Linked DNA regions of Rattus norvegicus: region 1 is linked to region 2. Evidence: chromatin contacts called from public Hi-C data. All regions are on one chromosome and are shown on one strand. Each heading gives the region's core, a stretch centred on a gene start, on an enhancer-like site or on the middle of the called end of the contact. The rest is flanking DNA. Distances are from core to core; before and after follow the strand shown. Region 1 overlaps LOC120097571 (a long non-coding RNA gene). Region 2 has its middle 170 kb from the start of Irs2.

What was found. Hi-C and Micro-C count contacts between places; a contact is called where the count stands out from the background.
Region 1: a contact with region 2 is called in a Hi-C map of liver, with 4 times the contacts expected there. The contact joins two enhancer-like sites. A contact is called at or near these places in 2 of 12 Hi-C or Micro-C datasets (both in liver).

What each region holds. Positions count from the first base shown.
Region 1 is chr16:85,527,445-85,531,384 of GRCr8, forward strand. It overlaps LOC120097571 (a long non-coding RNA gene), which reads left to right. Exons shown (of 7, transcript XR_010058510.1): 2 at 1,945-2,088; 3 at 3,515-3,698. Among named protein-coding and RNA genes, the nearest start is that of Irs2, 340 kb to the left of the region's middle. Within about 2 kb of position 1,462, at least 9 of the 93 cell types and tissues checked have an H3K27ac peak or open chromatin away from gene starts, as enhancers often do. A contact at or near this core is called in liver, where this site is marked.
Region 2 is chr16:85,353,506-85,357,512 of GRCr8, forward strand. No RefSeq gene overlaps it. Among named protein-coding and RNA genes, the nearest start is that of Irs2, 170 kb to the left of the region's middle. Within about 2 kb of position 1,301, at least 4 of the 93 cell types and tissues checked have an H3K27ac peak or open chromatin away from gene starts, as enhancers often do. A contact at or near this core is called in liver, where this site is marked.

The DNA.
Region 1 (3,940 bases), core at 212-2,711, 170 kb after region 2:
GTGACTAATGCAGCGTTTATCAGTGGCCTATGGTTGTCTCTGAAGTCTCTCTGCCACTTAGGTTTCAGTAACAAGTCCACTCAATGGTACCCCAGTGAGAGCAAGGCAGAACATGCTAGCACAAGTACAATCATCTAATACACTCCAGATCCAATGTGGTGGGCATATGCCTGCTTTCATCTTCTCCCGGCATGGTTTTATGAGACAAAGCCATATTGAGAGAAAACGTTACAAGGGTGGATGAAGGCTGACTACCTCTTCCGCCAGCTCCCAGTTATACCCCAAGGCTTCACTCAACAGCAGATGCCACATCTCAGTTCTGCTCATCTAGGCCACCAGATTCTGGGCAAGGAAGTGTGTGATTCCCAACAATCTTTACTTTGGTGCTTGAAAAAAGAAGTAAGAAAAAGATGTCTAGTCAGTACCTAGCTACCCACAAAACTCGTGCAAATTAGCCACTGACTGCGCTAGGCCTGTGAGGTCCTGCTCATCAGCATCGGAAAAATACATCTTCTCTGAACATGTTCAAAGTTGAAGAATAGAGTTGGAGGGCAGAGGAACTATCTTTAGTTTCTAACTGACCTGAACAGTAAAGACTTGTTTCATTATCCTCTCAGAAATATTGAGCTGCACAGAAGAACTGATTTGAGTGAGGGACCCTTGACAGGGATGTGAAATGTCCCTTCAAGGGTTTGAACACTCAGACCCCAGCTGCGGTACTGTTTTGGGAAACACCTTCAGGCCTAGGGGGAGAAAGAGTATTTTAGAGCCTAGTCCTGTGTCTTAGTTAGGGTTTTACCTCTGTGAACAGGCACCATGGCCAAGGCAAGTCTCGTAAGGGACAACATTTAATTGGGGCTGGCTTACAGGTTCAGAGGTTCAGTCTGCTATCACCAAGGTGGGAACATGGCAGCCTTTGGGCAGGCATGGTGCAGGAGGAGCTGAGTTCTACATCTGCATTTGAAGGCTGCTAGTGGAAGACTCAATCCAGGCAGCTAGGATGAGGTTCTTAAGCCCACACCCACAGTGACACACCTACTCCAACAAGGCCATGCCTTCTAATAGGCTCCTCCCTGGCCCAAGCCTATACAAACCATCACACCCTGCTTCACTACATTTCTCTGCTTCCTGTCACATTTGAGAAGTGACCAAGCAGCCTCCTATACTCATTACCACAGCCGAAGCTGCCTCTGTAACACACCCTGTCCTCTAGGGTGAAGTAATTATTCAGCCATGGGTGATTGTGTAGTGGCTGCTGTGAAATCCCTCCCCCACTTTGTTTTGTTTTGGTTTTGGTATTGCTCAAATGCTGTGACTTAACACGTTCTCAGTAGAGAAGTGCCATGAAGACAGGTGTGGAAGGGACATCCAAGGTCACGTGTCAGGCTGCTGTGACCTTTGTAAGGGCCATCCCCTGTGTCCATGAGAACTACTGGCAAGCGCTTCTGCTACAGCTGTCTATGGCTGATGTCCCCAGGCAGAGAGACAGAAATGAAACAGGGCTGTATCAGGCTCGGGGTGACTCCCTCTGTGTGGGAGGACCTCACAGAACGTTGGTTCTGTGTATGCCATGACTTCCATTCAACACTCCAGTCCAGAGAGCTACTTATTGTTACAGGTATAAAGAGTTTAGTCGTTTGCCTTCTGCTGACAGAATGTAAAGAGATCATACACCTCACTTTAGTCACACTCAGACAAAGTTGGCCATGACTAAGTGCAGTCCATGACTCATTTCCCTTTCACATATTTCAAACCTTTCCCTCTCCAGCCTCTCAGTATAGCTGTGGGATACAGCACTCAATCTATCAAGTCACTCGGGAGCACACAGTAGGGCCAGTCACAATAACAAGGTCACAGGGCAGGGGTGGGAGCAGGAGTCAAGGACAACACGGTAGGGGCTGAGAATCTTCCAGATCATTCTCACATCTGCTATTCCCACCATAGGAAACGCCCTGATTCTACAAACCAAGAGTTCAAGTGAGCAGTTGTGATATAGAGAACATCACCTAAGCAACTGGCCTGAAGCATCCCCTTTCCTCTCACCCATGAAGTCCCTTCTGTCCTCACATGCCCCACTTTACTATCTAGGTGAGCAAAACACTTTTAAAAAGGTTTTTAAAAGTGGTGTGTGTGTGTGTGTGTGTGTGTGTGTGTGTGTGTGTGTATGTGTGTGTATGTATGCCTGTAGCATGTTTGTGTATGTGTATGTATGTGTATGTGTATATATGTATGTATGTGTGCGATACATGTGTATGTATGTATTTAGTATGTTTGCATATTTGTGTGTATGGTGTGTGTCTGTGTATTGTATGTATGTGTATATATATGTATATATATGTGTGTGTATGTGTATGTATGTGTATATATGTTTATGTCTATGTGTGTATGTTTGTGGGGTGTGTGTGTGTGGTATTCTTTCTATTTCTTTGATACCTCCACGACCAAAGGCAAAGAGTTTATTCTGCCTTATAGTTCAGAGGGATAGAGTTCACCATGGTGGGAAAAGCCTGGTGTGTGATAGGAGCAGGAGGCCAGCTTTTCACATTTTTATCTGTACACAGAAAGCCCCAGCAGGAAATGTGATGAGACGGGGAACTTCCTCCAGCAGGACTTCTTCCCATAAAGATTCCATAATCTCCCCAAACAGCTCTAGCAACCAGGGACCGAGTGTCCACATACAAAAGCCTAAGGGGACATTTTTTTCATTCAAACTATCACAGAGTCTGGGCAGACCTGCTGTCAACCTGTTTGCTCCCCAGACAAAGAATAGCTAAACATATTTCCTTTCTTACTCCCATCTCAGGAGGCTCAAGAAATCGCACCAACTACTCATCTCTGTTATGAATTCACAAAACTATAATTTGCTTTCTAGAGATAACTAGATAATTTGTGTAACTGGAACCTGGTTTAGGGCAGTCCACATGACTGCTGTGTTTAGAAGGGCAGAGAAAAACAGTAAGTAGAACATAAGAACTTCTTCAATTCTAGAACAGTTTCTTCACTTGTTCAGCCATTCTCCAGAGAGAGAGAACCCAGCAGATGAACCTACACTCCTGTGTTTGTGTCTCTTGACCCTGGGGTTGGACAGAGAGCTGATATCTCTACCGGTCAAGACATGAAGAATCCTGCCTGAACTGGAAGGCTGTAGTTTTCATTATTTCATAAGCAGATACGGGAGAGTTGTAGGATCCCTGATGCATTGTTTTCTGCCCCAAATGCATATTATCAACATTGTTCTTCTTTAATAGTCAGCCCTGGCTACCCTAACTGACAGAATAACTTGCTTCTGGCCTAGTGCTACTGGTCTGGAAATGCAACATGTCCTGGAGGCAATGCCATTTTTTTCCAGGATGAATCCATTGCTTTGGCCCCTGGGAACAAAACATAATTGCAAGGACCAGAATGTAACACTGCCTTTCCAGCAGGGTGTTAGTGAGGGACTGGAGACCAGATCTCTGGGCTTCCTGATTTGAATCTCTACTAAATAAGAAACAACCACCATATGTGTTTCCAGACTAGAAGAGTATGCACAGCAACCTGCAGGACACAAGCTTGGGGTCATCATGAGTGGCTACACTGCTGTATCATAACCCACTATCCATCTAATGTGTGGGGGTCACTGCTTCAACACGAGGAGTCGCAAGACAGGATGAGTGACTCACACAAGCCAGCGAACATCGATGCACTTCTCCAGTAAGGTATGAGGTTTCCTGAGGGGCAGGAACCCTGAGTGGGCCACTGTAGCAGTGCCCTGTGGATTCCTTGTGCCCACACAGCCTTTGACAAAAGCACTTCAGGCAATGAGGACACAACGATCCCCTTCAAGACTAAAACCATTTAATGTGATCACGTTTCCTAAGAACAAATGGCTTCTTTTCAACTTGGGAAAAGCTGCTGTGTCAGGGGCTCCAGATTGGTGTGCTCGGTGAGGGGGTGAGTG
Region 2 (4,007 bases), core at 51-2,550:
TACAGAGGAGAGAGCTCGGGAAGCTCCTACATCTCCTCCGAGAACGTTACTGTCACCCAATCTAGCTCCACTCACTCCTCCTCATAGTTATTACGCATCCATTTAGAGCTAGAAAGCAGTGCTGTGCAGCCTAAGAACTGACCACACGCACTAAACTGGGGTCAAAATACTTGCAGCTGGGAAGACAGCTGTCGGTAAAATTATGCAAGCATAGAGACCCGTCTTCAATCTCCGGGACCCATATAAAAAAGCCAGGTGTGGTGGCACAGTCTCGAGATCCCAGCACTGGGGAAGCAGAGACAGGCAGGTCCCTTAAGCTCACTGGCTAACAACGCTAATCAGTGAGCTTCAGGTGCCCCAAGAGAGCTAAGGTAAGAACCTGAGGAGCGGTACCTGAGGCTGGCACACACATGTGCACATACCTGCCCACAAAGATCCACGCAGTGTGTTCCTTTGGAAAATCAAACCCACTCTGAATGTTTGAGGGTTTTATTCAATCTGGACATTAGAAAGGAGTGCTGTGCCCCCATCAACCTCCAGAGCTAAAGACTGAAATTCTAGGCCTCATGTGTGTTATCTTCTCCACTCAGAGATTCTTCTAACCATTTTTAGACAGCACTGAAGTCAGGCTCTTGCTGGCATCACCCTCTGGATCCTTCTAGGTTGGCCTCCCGGGTTCTGGGTCTACAGATGTATAGCAGCATCACTCTGTCTCACACTCTGCTTAGCGTAGGTGGTGAGATTTTAAAAGGTGATTCCTGAGACCCTTTGGGACAAAGAGGGATTAGGAAAAGTCCTGTTTTACCAGGTGGTTGAGCTGTCGCAGCATCTCTCCCGTAGTCCCAGCGTTCGTGTTTGAAAGGGCGCTCAGCCCTGTGAGCTGTGTGCCTTTTGTGAGAAGGGACGGGATAGGGCACTTGGGCATATGCCCTGGGTTCCTTCAGGTTTCGAGGAGGCCAGACATGTCTGGCTATGTAGGAGTTCCTCTATCATTGGCCAGACTGGAAAGTTGCAAGGGAGAGGCAGGATTTGGATGTTTTTTAATAAAAGAAACAAAGAAATAGGTTCCCTCTCCCCCAGGCCCCTGGAAAAAAATGTCCCATCATCCTCTGGATGTCATACAAGAACACACTTGCTGTCCTAAGGTATGAATGGAGCCACTCTAGTTTCAGAACAAATAAACACAATGGCCCGGGGAGCTTGGATTTCCTCTTCCTCTTTCGTGGTTCCTCTTGGCAGGCTGTCATGGGAACCTGGCTTGTGATGAGTGGACCTTTGTGCTTCTGGCTAACGAGGATGAGCAGAGGGAGACACGCTTAAGATTGGCAGTTGGGTGTTCCCTGAGGGGGTGTGGGTGGCTCTCTAGTAGATTCCCATCCATGACTGCCACACTCTTATGTGTGGACTCCATAGCCGCCCTAGCTAAGCTTCCATATCCCCGGGTGTAAACAAATATGCCAGCGCCACCGGGATGGTAGTGGTAAATGGTGACCCATGGTAAACAAAACGGGATTTTAAAACTAGGCTACGTGGTGATGTTTTCTATACTTTTCTTTTTTCCCCAGACTTTCTTTTCTTTTAAATTTATTCCTTTTTTATTGGATATTTTTAAATTTACATTTCAGATGTTATCCCCTTATCCTATCCCTTCTCCCCATTCTTCTATGAGGGTGTTCCTCCAACCATCCACCCACTTCTTCCCGCCTCCCTGCCTTGACACTCCCCTACACTGGGGAGTCCAGTCTTGGCAGGACCAAGGGCTTCTCCTCCCACTGGCCATCCCAACAAGGCCATCCTCTGCTGTATATGCAGCTGAAGTCATGGATCTGTCATGTGTAGTCTTTGGGTAGTGATTTAGTCCCTGGGAGCTCTGGTTGGTTGATATTGTTGTTCTTATGGGGTTGCAAGCTCCTCAGCTCCTTCAATTCTTTCTCTAACTCCTCCATTGGGGACTTTTATATTCATGTTACAGAATCTCATTAAACACATTAAAACCATTTGGAATATCAGATGGGAAGCCCCGGAGTCTTCCCTGATTGTATAGTGCACTTGACAGCCTGGAGAGTTCAAGGGTGTGGCCAAGGCTCAGGGGTAGAGGCTGGGCAGTGACAAGGCCTCCTGCTCTCAAGAACAGCTTGCCCCTGCTCACTGGACATAGGCTTATCTGGCATTCGGGGTCAAATGGAAACTTCCAAGCCGCCATGTGCTCACATACACGGACTGTGTCATATCAATGACGTGCCTCCCTTGGAAAACAAAACACCATCCCTCACAGTTGTCCCTGTGTGCGTAGACAGCGGCAAATGCTTATTTGCTAAACCTCCTGACTCCTCCATTTCTGGGTCCCATTGAGGTCATGGAAACACAAAAGTCAATACCCACAGAGAAAAAAAATGCCCCTGAGAGTATTTATTTAAGAGTATTGTTCCAGGATATGCACAAAGATAAAGACTGTGTAATGAATGGTGGCTCTGGAGGCCAAGCACCAAGGCGTTCTATCCTGTACCAGCAGTTACCCTGGCCAGGAAGAGGCCGTGTGCTACCTCAGGACATGCCCTTATAAAAGAGTCACCTTGCCAAGCTGCCAACTGGTTCTCTTTACCCTAGAGGATCAAGGGAAAGAACAAAGGGAGGAGGCAGGTGGGAGCGGATCCATTCACGGCCACAGAGTATACAGACAAGCAGGGATTTTGCTCCCAGAGAAGGGACAACAGATGGTGTCAGAGAACATTAGTGCCAGCCCATACCTAGAGGTTCCAGAGAGCCAAGGTAGGGCTGTGGGTCTGTGAGAAGCACTTGTATCTCATTGCTAACTCTCTCAGGAATGTGGGGAAGGGAATTCCAGCCTCTTAGAAGCTACAGCATGGCAGGTGTCTCTGAGTTTCTGCTTCTCTGGAGCTATGAGGAAAACAGGTCTGCACTGGGTTCACACGTCTCTAAGATGCAGAAGAAATTCAGTAGTTCAGAGTTTGGTGCATTTAGCTTACGATGTCCCCCCATCCCCTCGTGGAAGCCACGAATGGACGGACAGCAACTTGGAAGCATGTCAAATGAAATACAGAGCGGAAGCCCACTCACGTCTCTCCATGCTTAATGGTCATTGACTTTTAAAATGGGTTTTGAAATAAAAGGCCTTCTGGAAGAAGTGCAGATTTGAACGGATTACTAGAAAGCGAGGATTGAGTACCCCGCTCTCCTGCATTCTTTTCTCCTCAGGCAGAAGCTCTGACCGGCCCCTGTGCGCTGGCTGGTTCTGTGTGTCAACATGACCCAAGCTGGAGTCCCAGTCCTGACTTCCTTAGGCGATGTGTGGAAGTGTAAGCTGAATAAACCCTTTCCTCCCCAACTTGCTTCTTGGTCATGATGTTTTGTGCAGGGATAGAAACCCTGACTAAGACAATCCTGATTTCCTATACTCGTGCATCTGCAGTCCAATGATTAGACTGCAAAAATGCCATATAGGCTACTGGATGGGAGGGACTAGGAGCAGATTTTTCATAAGCAGACCTGTTGGTTCACCACTAGCCCATGAAGCCACCACATAAGGAGCCTGTGAAAAGTACAGTCAGACAAGGCAGGGTGCTGCCAGCTTACGGCTTCACATAGCATGCTCACCCAGTCACATCCAACAGATGTGGGATACTTTCCGTTCTTTCTCTGGCTACGCATCTTTACCAGATGGAGTTGATTAAAGCCCCTGTTTCCTCACAGCACAACTGGGCTATGTTGGCTGGCAGGCAAGCTCTTGGGATTCACCTGTTTTCATTCCCACCTGATCCTGGGTTTATAGGCACAGGCAGCCGTGCCTGGAGTTTTACCTGAGTGTTGGAGACTTGGACTCAGACTTTGCTTGCAAAGCCAAAGGTCTTACCCACTGAGCCATCTATCAGGTTCCTGTCTATGGAATCACTAGCCTGGTGTGTTGATGCACTCTGCAATTCTAGGACACAACAGGTTGAGGCAGGAGAATCTTGGGTTGGAGGCCAGTGAGACACTGTCTCAAAAAC